Linked DNA regions of Anas platyrhynchos: region 1 is linked to region 2. Evidence: chromatin contacts called from public Hi-C data. All regions are on one chromosome and are shown on one strand. The core of a region is the stretch at or near the end of the contact, and the rest is flanking DNA. Distances in the headings are between cores, read along the strand shown. Region 1 overlaps CBFA2T3 (CBFA2/RUNX1 partner transcriptional co-repressor 3). Region 2 holds the start of CDH15 (cadherin 15).

Region 1 (6,687 bases), core at 301-2,800, 92 kb before region 2:
GAAGATGCTGGGGGGGGGGACGATGCCAGGGGGTGCCTGGCTCGCACCCTGACCTGCAGCCTCCCTCCCACCTCCTGGGCCCGTTGTGTGGCTCTGCAGCTTTACGCCAGGTGTAACAGCCCCGGGGACAGCCCTGGCACGGGGGAGGCACGAGAGGTGGTGGGTCCAGTGCTTCGGACTGGAACCAGCTCTGGCTGCCCACATGGAGATGTGTCCGCAGGCTCACGAGGCTCCAGCACCAGAAGGGACGCAGAGCATGGGTTTTGTGCCCCGAGGACAAAAAGGGTGACAAGGAGAGGTCAGCCTGCAGCCCACATCCCACGCGTGCCCTCATGATGCTGCCAAGCCCAGCCCCTGCTGAGTGTCCCCAGGACGCATGGAGACGAGGGGGAGCCCTGGCACAGCCGGGGGGCTGCCATCCACGTGGCCCCCACGAGCCCACCACGAGGTGGGTGTGAGCGCAGCCAGTCCCTTCATCCACAGAGCGTGCAACAGGGCACAGCCAAACCCTCCTTGGCTCAGCACCCCCTGCCCCTTGGCAAAGCACGGATCTGGGCATCCTTCCCCTCAGCCAGCGTCCCCCCAAGCAGGGGCACGGCATGGAGGCCACGGGGCTCGTCCAGCTGGAGGAGAAGGTGGAGAGGTGGCACCCTGGGGACCCTGTGCCACGGCACCTGTACCACGCTCCCTGTGTGGATCTGGCTCCAAGGGGCTGCAGCAGAGGGGCCTGGCTCTGCCTGGGCTTGGGGGAAAAAGCACAAATCCGCTCATCCTGGCGCCGGCACGGCTGCTCCGCAGCTTCCCATCAGGAGGAAAGTCTCCACGAAGCTGAACAAACACCAGGGGAAACTGCGTCTGGGTGTGTTATTTCTCTCTCTCTCTCTCTCTTTTTTTTTTCCCTCCTCCATCTCTTGAAGCCATAAGTTTTTCCTGCTGCGTTTGCAATCCAAACACCGCCGCGCGGGCACAGGAGCAGGAGGCAGCCCCCGAAGTGCCGGATTTCTCGGTGCTGAAGCCCAGAAAAGCCCAAAGCAAACAGAGCCAGGCTGCAGGGACACCCGTGCGCCCCGGTGGCACCATCCCCACGGCGTCACACGTGCCAGAAGCAGGGCGCTGCCCCTCGCTTCGCCAAACCACCCTGGAAGCCCCAGCTTTTGCCTCCAGCCCCACGAAGCTCCTGTGAGGCTCTGAAGCACCGGTGACGGCAGCCTGGCCACGTCCTGCTGTCCTGCCACGTGTCCCTCTGTCCGTCCTGCCCTCCCCGTCAGCGGCAGGCGGTCGCCAGCCCGTGCCCAGGCTCTGCCCCCCGGCAGCGCCTCCGAGCGTGGCACCAATTCCCCGGCACCGCTCAAACTCTACTGGAATCCTTTTTTTTTTTTTTTTTTTTTCCTTTTTTTTTTTCTTTTTCTTTTTCTTTGGGGTAATTTGTCCCAGCCGCTCGGGGCTGTGTCTGTTTTCCTACATCTGGTTTCCATTAGGCCTGTGCAGCCCAGATGAATAAGTAATAATATAAAAATAAAAGGATTAGTATTTTCTCCTCCGCTGGCCGGAGCGGGGCCGTACCCCGCCCTGCCTCCCGGTGGGAATCAGATGCCGAACCCCACGCACCCCCCGACCCCGATTTGTCACACCGGAGGCCTTAACCCCCCACGTGCTGGCTGGGGACGGTGCCCACTGGTGCCACACGGCCACAACCGTGCCCACTGCCACCCCTGCGGGTGCCAAAGCAGGGCACCACGTGCGCCAGCCAGCTTCCCAAGCCTGGGGGTGCAAATCCCCCTGCTGTGCCCCCTGCTCTCTGCACCCTTTAGCCAGGCCTTGGGGTGGCTGGGGACAAGGACAGGGACATGCCAGTCCCTGTGTGGCTGCGTGGCACCCAAAGGCAGTGCCCGCTCTGCTCCCGTGGGCACGGAGCCATCCCGGTGCAGCAGCGGCTGTCGGAAAGCTCCGGCTGCCTGCGAGCCTCCCGGCGAGGCTTTGCCATCGAGGAAGGGGTTAAAAGGGAATTAAAAGAACAGCATCCTTCATGCTCTCCAAATGGCCACAAATGAAATCCAGATGCTGGAGGCGACGTCTCCCCGAAGCCAGGCTGCCTCCCAAACAAAGGAAAGCATTCCTGCTGCTCAGCTGCTGGTGCCACGGGGGCCAAGAACAACTCCCTGATAAGATCGCGAGGGCCGGAGCCTCTCCATCTGGAGCGCGTTAGGGCAGCTCTCCGCGCCGGCAGCCGGGCGGCCGCGCTCCCACGTGTGCGAGCCGGGCACGGGTGGGGGGGAACCGCAGGGCGCCGGCGCCCCCGAGCTCCGTCCAGCACCCCCGGGTGGGCGCACGCGGCGCCAGCCACCCCGGTGCCTTCCTGGCGCAAAGAACGGGGGTGTTATGGGGGTGCCCGTGCCCCAAATCCCAGCGTGGGCACCCCAAGGAGCCGTGGCGCACGGGCTAAACCCTCCCCAGCACCCTGCTGTCAGCTCCTGGGGACATCCCCAGCGTGGGGAAAGGTCCCCACCCCCGGGACATGGTGACGATGGCAGGCAGCTGGTGGGGGAGGACGTGGCTCCCCCCAAATTGCGCATGAAGGGGAGGGAAGCGGGATGGTGGTGTGCCAGAAGGGTGCTGCGCAACTCCAGGCCTATCACACAGCCACGGCCGGGGTGTCCCACGTCCCCAGGGGGCTTTGGAAAGAGGTGAGGGGGTGGAGAAGGAGCAGCAGCTGGGGCTGGAGCCGAGGGGCGAAGGAGAAAATGGGGACACCCCACACGGCTCCCACCACCCCACACAGGTGGCACCGGTGTCTCCTCCTCGCTCTGACAACTTTGTGAGGTTTCCCTGAAGCAGCACATTTTGGGGAGCCGGGCTGCAGGGTGCGGGAGGAGTTGGGGTGGGGGGGCGAAGCGACGCAAGCCCCAGCACCAGTCAGCACAAATGAAGCCTTTTAAAAGGAAATCAAATTAATTAAAGCCTCTGCAGAAGATGTAAACGAAACCTGGCCTCTGGCAGCTCCAGGCCCAGCGAGGCACTTGCAGGCGCCCTGCAAACGGGGAGCTGTGGCTGCAGAGCCACCGCCGCCAGGAAGCCGGGCAGCACCCGGCACTGCGGGCACCCCACGGTGCTCGGGCATCCCCTGCTCTCAAAGATGCTCACACCACGGGCAGCACACTCCCTGCTCCCCCAAAATCCACGCCATGCACCACGCCGTGCAGCCGGTGAATTTGGGGATCCCTCGCCCATGGGTGCCCTGAGCCATGCCCCAACCTGGGACACTTCCAGCCACCCCACACGGGGAGCACGGTGGGTTTCCCTTTGCCACATCCCAATTTCCTTCCCTCTCCCTGCAGCCCCTGGCTGGGTGGGCACCGCAGAGGTGCCCGCGCTCCCCGGGGAATCAGGGACCCCAGAGCCCTGCCCGCTGCCCTGAGCAGCACCCCCGAGGACCTGCAGCCCCCCCAGGGCCACAGCCATCAGCTGCCGGTCAGCTGGAGCCAGGGTGGAGGGAGAGGGAGGGAGAGGGAGGTTATTCTGATTTTCCTCAAAAAAAAAAAAAAAAAAGGGAAAAAAAAAAGCCCTCTCTGTTTTACAAGCCTTCATTTGCTATTGTTTATGTAAACAGGTAAATTGTTTCGTATCTCAATTAAAAACATCTGCCACATAAATGAATACCAATTAACTCATCCTGTTTTTAATTACTCTGTTAATTACACACAGGCAGCAAAAAGGATGGCAGGGGAATAGGGAAAGCATGCTTACAGCCCCCCCCCCCCCCCTTCCCACCTTGCTCTTGGCAAGGATCCGAAATATGCCCAGATAATGATGGATTAAGGTGGCTGGTGAAAACAATGGCTCGTCGCCAGCTCCGGGGATTTCGGCTCCCTCCCCGCCCCCGGCCGGGCGCCTCACAGGGGTATTTCCCGTTGCCCTCCCCATGACGCCCCCCATTTTGGGAACCCCACCAGAGGTGTCTGCATCGCCCCGGGACCGCGGCACAGCCTGGCCACCTCTCCCGGTGCCGTCCCCACAGCGCATCCCCGGGTGACAGCAGCCCCCGGAGCCACACGGCCACTTGCAGAGGACTCGTTGCCCGCGCACCGTGGACCAAACACCCCCTGGGTGTGCCCACGATGCCCACGGGGCGAGCACCATCCTGCAGCCCGGCCGTCCCGGCAGCGATCGCCGGGTGACCCTCGTGCCGTCAGCTGCGCCGGCCTCGCACCCCCCCACCACCCCTCCTCCTTTCCCCGGCTGCGGGAAGCTTTCCAAGCAAGCAGATGGGGCAGGGGGAGCCGCGGCGGCGAGGAGGAGAGCAGAAAAGGCTATTTTCTCACGCTACATATTTTACAAGTCGAACATTTTGTGCAGTTCAGCCTTGCCTGTAAAACCGTCTCGGGACCGAGCGCCGGGGCGCAAGAGCCGACGGCGGCGTGGGACAACACCACCGGGCAGCCCGAGGCAGAAAAGCCACGAGTGGGGTCCCAACGCCCCCTCCCCATCTTTCCGAGTAGGGGACTCGCTCCCCAGGTGCTGGGGGAGCACAGGACGGATCCTGGCCCATGACCATGAGCCTTGTGCCTGCCCCGTCCCACCAGCAGCTCGCGGGCGCGGGAGGAGGTGGGCACGCACACGCCCTCGCTGCTCCCCAGCTGTCCTGCGCACCTGGAAATTAAATATGCTCTCTAAACACGGCGAGCAAACAGAGGGCTTGTGCACCGGGCTTTGCGTGGGCACACAGGGCGGCGCGAGGCTCGGGGCTGCCCTGCTCTGCGCACACATCCTCCTTGCAGCAGCGAGCGGCGCGCCATGAGGCCACCAGGCCACGGCGTCCGTGCCGAAAGGGCGACCGATCCGGTGACGAGCTGCAGGAGGGGCACCCCAAAACCAAAGCCATGCACTCCTCGAGCAGGCAGAGCCCCGAGCTAAAACGCTCCGTGACATTTTTGCAGCCACGTATGCACAGGGACACTTGTGTCCAGAGGTGGCCTCGAGCACGGACAAGTGGCACAAGCACCAAGGGGGCTGGGGGCACTTCGGAGGCACGGAGCAGTTGGGAAGGGAAGCAGTCCCTCTCCGAAAGCTGGCGGGGAGCTCCGTGCAGGTCCCTGCAGCGTGGGAACGCCGAGGCACCGCCGGCTCCCCGGGGACGCCGGGCCAGATCCTGCCCTGGAGGCGCCAGGACGGTGACGGCTCTGAGGGGGTGCCGAATCCAGCGGTGCATCCCCACAGCCTCCGGGCTGCTGCGTCGCTGACTCTTTGTCTCTTTTTAACCACAGGCTCCATTTCAAGGCAATTTTGCCCGTGCGAGATTTAATGCAATAACGCAGGAGACAAAAAAAATAAAAAAATAAAAAATATTAATGAGAATTTTGAAAAATAAACAGGAAATCCTTCGGATGCTTTCTGGAAACATTGGTCAGCATCTTCCGAAGAAAAGCTGTGGGCTTGTCAAGGTGGGGTTGCCTCTGGGGAGGCTGAGCGAGCGGGGAGGGAAGGCAGAAAACAAGCTTCAGGAAATCTAAAAATAAGCCCAGAGCTGGGCAGGGGCACTAATACCAGCTCGGCACCTGGTGGGCTCTCACCTCTGCGCCCCAGCCTGGCCTCGCCCTGCCCAGTCCATCACAAAGCCCCCGCCGAGTGCCCCCGCTTCGGGTCGCCCCATTTCACCCCGTCTTTGCACCGAGCTCCCTGCTCCTTCGCAGCCTGGCTGCAGGATCAGGCCCTGATCTGCCCGAATGCTGAGCACCCCGCGACGGTGCCAGCACGGCCGGGGGCAGAACCAGTGCTGGTGGCTGTGGTTGGTGTCCCTTGTGCCGTGGGGACCGGCTCCCTGCCCCACAGGAGCACGCATCCCGCTGCCAGCACACACTTACACCTCGCCAGTATCCCTGTGCTCCGTGTCCAGCTCCCCAGCAATGCCCTGATCCCGTTAGGAGATGTTTAATGGTTTACGGGGTGCCTCTCAGCCCTGGGGGTCTCACAGCACCCCGCACCTCTTCCCCGGGGCGCAGGGAGGCTGCACGGCCGCAGGCAGGGAGCTGCACCACCCCGAGAGCCCGAGGGGGATTTGAGCTGCCTGCATGCAGCGAGCGGAGCCGAGAGCCCATTTCCATGGCAAACCCAGGACGGGCGCACGCAGCCCACCCCAGCCACGCCGCGGGGTCCCCGAGCTGCCAGCGCAGCCCCGAGCCCCCTTCCCCACGCGTGCCACAGAAACAGGCAGAGCCTGGAGCTTGCTCGACCCTCCAAACCCACAGAACCTACACAACACCAGAGCATTTTTGCATCCTTCACCCTGCAAGTCCTCACTGTAAGAGGCAAATCCTGCATCCACGCTAGGCCTGGCTGCCACCGCACCCAAAACAAGCGGCCAGCCCCGCGCCAGCACTCGGCACCACGGGAGCACGGCCCCCGCTGCCTGCGCCCCCCGGGCTTTCCCTCCCTGCACCCCAACGCATCTCCCATACAGCTGGGCCTGCCGGGAGGCAGCAGGAGGGGAAAAAGCCGCACACAGCCCAGCGCATCTCCGGTCTCCTTCCCAGGGCTCCCCAAAAGCAAGCCCCCAAACTTCTCCGTGCGCCTCAGCCGCCCGCGGGGCCGCGAGCCCGGCTCTGCCAGCTCCTCACCCGAGCACCAGCGCGGGGCTGCGGGCGCCGGGGCCCTCAGCATCCTGCCCGGCCGCTGCTCCGCGCTCGCCGTGCG
Region 2 (6,149 bases), core at 1,441-3,940:
CTTCATTAAGCCCTGCCAGGCCCGGCCCGGCACCGTGCAATAAAACCATTAAAACAACAACAAAACCCAAAGTAGCCTCCTTAATGCGCCCGCCCCACCACCCAACTCGGGCACCACCAACGGGGCCATCCCGCAGCGTCCCCGACCCCGCTGCAGCCTCCCCCTGCCTGGAGCCACCCCAGGGCACCCATGGGTGCAATGCCCCGAGCTGCCAGAGCCCTGCGGTGCCGCTCACCCCTTGTTGGGGTGTCCCCAGGGAGCTGGGGGCTGTCCCCTGGGTGCTCCCAGCCGCTCATCCCTGCCCTGGGCTCAGCACGGCTCGGCACGCCGGGCCCCACGCTCGCGCTTTATGGCTGACATTATCTTTTATGGCCGTATAAAACCGAAGCTCCGGTGGCTTTACGGCTGCTGTGCCGGCATTTGGCACCTCGCTGCTCAGCGCCACGCTCCCGGCTGCTCGCTCCCCCACCGCACCCACGTTAGGGCAGGACTGGTCCCAGTGCCGCACTGGGGACGCAGCTGGGCACAAGCCCCAAAACTCTTGTGCTGGGCTGGGCTCAAGGGGCAGGTTTTGGGGGCTGGGGGGTCAGAGGCCACGCTGCCCTGCTGGGAACGGAGCTGTGCCACCGGGATGTGCCCACGGCCTGGCGCTGGCACCTTGTCAGAGCCCATCACGTCTGCGCCCCGTGCCCCCTGCGCCGCGGTGCCAGTGGCAGGGAACATCTGCTCGGCCACCCCGCTGCCACGGCGCATTAGGGTCAGGGTCAGCTGCCAGGACCCCCAGCCACAGCCACCGGGGCTGCTCCCCGCTGTGACACTGATGTGGGGTGGCAGGGCAGGAGGGTGGGCGGATAAATGGGGTCGGGCAGATGGACGGGGAGGGGGCTGAGCCGTGCCATGGGGTCACCGGTGCCCGACGCTCACCCATTCGTGGCACGGCTCCATGTCCCCTCTGCTGTCCCCTGGCCACCTGAAGCCCTGCCACCGCTTGGCTTCGGTGAGGAGCTGGGGGGGGGGCAGAAGACCCCCCTGTGTCCCCCAGCTTTTTTTCCTTTGGGCTGCCCCCCCTGCAGCAGCCCCGCAGCGCTCTCCAGATGCTCTGCGCAGGAGGGAACCGGGGGGTCCCCAGGGAGGGGAACGGGGCTGGATGGGGTGGGGGGAGGCACTCGCTGCAGCCCGGCCCCCCCCACCCGGCCGCTCCCCGGTGCGGCCCCCGGGGTGCGGGGACACGGAGCTGGTGGCCGGGGCGATGCTGCCCTCTGGTGCTGCGGGATGGGATGGGATGGGAATATGGGATGGGATGGGATGGGATGGGGATGGGGATGGGGATGGGGATGGGATGGGATGGGATGGGATGGGGGTGGGGATATGGGATGGGATGGGATGGGATGGGATGGGATGGGATGGGATGGGATTGGGATGGGGATATGGGATGGGATGGGGATGGGATGGGGATGGGGATGGGATGGGATGGGATGGGATGGGGATGGGGATGGGATGGGGATGGGGATGGGGATGGGATGGGATGGGAATATGGGATGGGATGGGATGGGATGGGATGGGATGGGATGGGGGTGGGGATATGGGATGGGATGGGATGGGATGGGATGGGATGGGATGGGATTGGGATGGGGATATGGGATGGGATGGGGATGGGATGGGGATGGGGATGGGATGGGATGGGATGGGATGGGGATGGGGATGGGATGGGGATGGGGATGGGGATGGGATGGGATGGGAATATGGGATGGGATGGGATGGGATGGGATGGGATGGGATGGGATGGGGATATGGGATGGGATGGGATGGGATGGGATGGGATGGGATGGGATGGGATGGGATGGGATGGGGATGGGGATATGGGGTGGGATGGGATGGGATGGGATGGGATGGGATGGGATGGGATGGGATGGGGATGGGGATGGGGATGGGGATGGGATGGGTATGGGGATGGGGATATGGGATGGGATGGGATGGGATGGGGGTGGGGATATGGGATGGGATGGGATGGGGATGGGATGGGATGGGATGGGGATGGGGATGGGATGGGATGGGATGGGATGGGGGTGGGGATATGGGATGGGATGGGGTTGGAGCTGTATGGGGTGAGGTGGGAATGGGGCTGGGACTGTGCTGGGCTGGTGCTGGCCCCAGCCTTGCCGCTGCCCCCCCCCCCTCGCAGCCCGCCCTGGCCCCCGCCCAGCGCCCGCCGCCAGCCCAGATGGCCCCGCACCTGCCCCGGAACGCGGCCGCGGGGGCCCGGCGGGGCTGGGGGCGAGCAGAGCCCCCCCGGGAGGGGGGAGATTGAGAGCAGGAGGGGGGCGACGATGCCGGGCGGGGGCCGGGGCCGTGCTGCCGGGGGGGGGGGAGCAGCGGGCCCGGGGCTCTCCGCCCGCCCCGTCGCGGCATCCCCGGGGCGCACCCGGCGGCAGCTGCCGCATTCCCAGCGCCCTGCCCGGGGCGAGGGGGGGCGCAGCCCCCATCCACAAAGTGCCGTGCAAAGGAGGAGGGGGGGGGACACGCAGCACCCCCGGGGACCCCTTCGTGGACCCCCCCCAGCCTTTCGGACCCCCTTCTCCCCGGTCTCCCCGTGCGCACCGCCAGCCCCGTCGGGCCCCCTGCGCGCAGCCGGGCGGCATCGGGCCGGGCCGGGGGGCGGCGGGGGGGGGCTGTGGGGCCAGCTGCCCTGCCGGGGGGGGCCCGGGCCGCTCGGCAGCACATGTGCTGTCACTCAGCCAGCCCCGCGGTTATTTTAGCTCGGGGCCGGCGAGCGGCTCGGACTGCGCCCGCTCGGCCATGGGGCCCCCGCTCCTGCTCGCCTGCCTGCTCGCCCCCCTCTGCGCCAGGGTAAGGGATGGGGGGGGGCTGAAACTTACCCCCACCCCCCTAAAAAATGGGTTGGTGGGGGTGGGGGGTGGCTGGGATGGGGCCCAGGCCCTGCGGACGCACGTCTCCGGGGGTGTCGGGGATGGAGAGGGGGGATTTGGGGATGGAGAGGGGGGATTTGGGGATGGGGAGGGGGGTGTCGGGGATGGGGACGGGGGTGTCGCAGGCTCTGCGCCCCTCCTGGGCCATTTCCCACCCCACAGATGGTGGCGGTGGCCGGGGCAGGGGGGGGGGCCTCCGGCACATTGCCTGGGCTGGAAAGCGGCGAGAGGGGTATGGGGGGGGCTGGTGCTCAGAAACACGCTGCTCCCCTCACCACCCCTAGCAGCACTGCCGGATTTCCCCCCCCCCAGCCCCCTCCCACCCCACTGTTCGCACACAGCCCCCCCCGTGCCCCTCACCGCGGCCTCAGGCCTGAGCCATGTGGGGCTGTCGGGGTCTGGCCTGGGCCCCATAGCTCTGGGGGGGGGGGAAGGAAGGCAAGCGGACCCACAGGGACCCCCCTCACCCCCCCCCCATTATCCAACCACCCCCTCCCTGCCCTCCCCGAGCTCCAGCAGCCTCCCAGATAAACGGGAAGGGGGGGGGGGGTCTCCCCACATGCCCCCAGCCCAGCCCTGGCTGCAGCCCCCCAGCTCCGTGCCCCCCACCCCAGCCCGGACCCCCCCATGCGGTGACGGTGATATGGGTTGGGGCCGTGCCAGGCATTTCTGCCCCCTTCTTGGGGTGCCCATCACCACGATGGGGGGGGGGCCACCACGAAGCCCCCGTGTCCCACTCGGCAGCACGGTGTCCCCTCCCCCCTCAGGGTGCCAGCACGGCCCCAGGCAGCCCCCCCGGCTGGCGGCAGCACGAGGGCCCCCGGCGGGTGAAGAGGGCCTGGGTGATCCCCCCCATCAGCGTCTCGGAGAACCACAAGCGCATCCCACACCTCCTGGTGCAGGTAGGCGGGGAAAAAAATGGGGGGGGGACACTATGGGGGGCAGCACAGGGCCCCCCCAGTGAGGAGATCCCCATGTAGCACGGAGGGGATGGAGCCCCAATTCCCCTGGGTGCAGGGACCCCCCCACCCCAAGCACCCTGCCCTGGGGGTGAGGCACCCCCCCCACCACGACCCCAGGGGTCCGGGGGGCAGCCCCCAGCCCCCCAGCCCCAGCCCTGCTTTCCTCTGGGCAGATCAAGTCGGACAAGCAGCAGCCGGGGGGGGTGATCTACAGCATCAAGGGGCCGGGGGTGGACGAGGAGCCCTTGGGCATCTTCTCCATCGACAAGTTCAGCGGCAAGGTCTTCCTCAACGCCATGCTGGACCGGGAGGAGAACGACCGATTTCGGGTAAGGATATGACCCGGCTGTGCGTACCCGTGGCCCCCAGCCCCCCCCCTTCACCCTCACCCACCTGCTTCGTGCCCCCAGCTGAAGGCTTTTGCCCTGGACCTGGGCGGCGTGACACTGGAGGACCCCACGGACCTGGAGATCATCGTGGTGGACCAGAACGACAACCGGCCGCTCTTCCGCCAGGACGTCTTCACGGGGCGCGTGGTGGAGGGCGCCGAGCCAGGTGGGACCCCGCGGCCACCCGGGGTGGGGGGGGGACACGAGCCGGCCCCCGTGCCAGCACCCACCGGGGGTGCTCTGGTGGCCGCAGGGACCTGCGTGATGACGGTGGAGGCCACCGATGCCGATGACCCCGAGACGGACAACGCGGCGCTGCGGTTCTCCATCCTGGAGCAGGGCGCGGGCGGCATGTTCAGCATCAACGCCACCACGGGAGAGATCTGCACCGCACGGCCCGGCCTCGACCGAGAGGTAGGGGGCACGGGGGGGGCATTAAGGGGGGCACCGGGGCTGGAGGAGCCATGGGTTGGTCCGTGCGCACGGCCAGCCGTGGTGAGGGGTGGACACCTCGTCCCTGTGGCTGCTGGGGGGGCTCAGCGCCTCCCCCTTGCCCCCCCGCAGAGTGTGGGGGTGTACAACCTGACGCTGCAGGCGGCCGATATGTCCGGGGACGGGCTCACCACCACGGCCACAGCCGTCATCTACCTGGAGGACATCAACGACAACGCCCCCGAGTTCACCAAGGAGGAGGTAGCGGTTGGGGTGGGACACGAGGGGGGACACAATTTGGGACATTGGATCCTGGGGGGTAGGTGCCAGCCCCGTGCTGCTCCCCCCCCAGTTCTCCATGGAGGTGGAGGAGCAGGCGGCCGGGCTGGAGGTGGGCAGGGTCCTGGTGCACGACAAGGACCTGGCCGGCTCGCCCAACTGGCTGGCCAAATTCACCATCCTGGAGGGCGACCCCGAGGGCGCCTTTGCCATCCACACCGACCCCTACACCAACGACGGCGTGCTCTCCGTGGCCAAGGTGGGCACCCGGGGGGGGGGCACCCGGTGTGCTGGGCATGGGGATGGGGGTGCTGGCAGCTCCGCTGACCCCCTGTGTGTCCCCCCCACCCCTCGGCAGCCCCTGGACCACGAGGTGCGGGACCGCTTCCAGCTGACGGTGTCGGTGCAGAACCAGCAGCCGCTGGAGCCGGGGGCCCCGGGCAGCCCGCGGGCGCTGGCCACGGTGCAGGTGCGGGTGCGGGACGTGAACGAGGCGCCCGTCTTCCGCGAGAACCCGCGGCGAGTCAGCGTGCCAGAGGGGGCCCCCCCGGGCACCCCTGTCACCACCTACACCGCCAGCGACCCCGACACGCGCCAGCTCCAGACCCTCACGTGAGTGCTGCATTTGGGCACCCAGGTGTGCAGCCGGCGGTGGGTATTTTTGGGAAGGGGGGGTGGTGATGGTGTGCCCCCCGCCCTGTGCCCCCAGTTACGCGCTGCTGTACGACCCCGCGGGCTGGCTGCAGCTGGACCCGCACTCCGGCACCGTGCGCACCAAGCGGGAGCTGCGGCACCCCTCGGCCTTCCTGCAGGGCGGCTGGTACATCGCCCTGGTGCTCGCCCGTGATGACGGTGAGCACCCCACCCCCCCCGAGCCCCCCCCTGTGCCCCTCGGCACCCCCTGACCCCTCTGCTCCTCGCCCCCACCCAGCCGAGCCCCCGCTGTCCGCCACCGGCACGCTCTCCATCGAGATCCTGGAGGTGAACGACCACGCGCCCCTGCTGCAGCCGCCGGCCGGCGTGGTGTGCGGGCGGCCTGGCCGCGGGGGGAGCCTGCTGCTGGGGGCCACCGACGACGACCGCCCCCCCCACGGAGCCCCCTTCCACTTCCAGCTCAGCCCCCAGCACCCCCAGCTCGCCCGGAACTGGAGCATCACCCG

The links. A called contact is a pair of places that touch in the nucleus more often than the background predicts.
Region 1: a contact with region 2 is called in a Hi-C map of skeletal muscle, with 2.7 times the contacts expected there. The contact joins the enhancer-like site here to the promoter of CDH15 in region 2. A contact is called at or near these places in 2 of 8 Hi-C or Micro-C datasets (liver and skeletal muscle).

Annotation. Positions count from the first base shown.
Region 1 is chr12:1,698,819-1,705,505 of IASCAAS_PekinDuck_T2T, reverse strand. All of the region lies in intron 1 of CBFA2T3 (CBFA2/RUNX1 partner transcriptional co-repressor 3), which reads right to left. Among named protein-coding and RNA genes, the nearest start is that of CBFA2T3, 11 kb to the right of the region's middle. Within about 2 kb of position 1,550, at least 3 of the 8 cell types and tissues checked have an H3K27ac peak or open chromatin away from gene starts, as enhancers often do.
Region 2 is chr12:1,608,571-1,614,719 of IASCAAS_PekinDuck_T2T, reverse strand. CDH15 (cadherin 15) reads left to right here and starts at 2,690. Exons shown (of 14, transcript XM_072043801.1): 1 at 2,690-2,847; 2 at 3,695-3,829; 3 at 4,063-4,218; 4 at 4,300-4,444; 5 at 4,532-4,692; 6 at 4,843-4,971; 7 at 5,063-5,248; 8 at 5,348-5,601; 9 at 5,699-5,841; 10 at 5,921-6,149. The coding sequence starts at 2,797.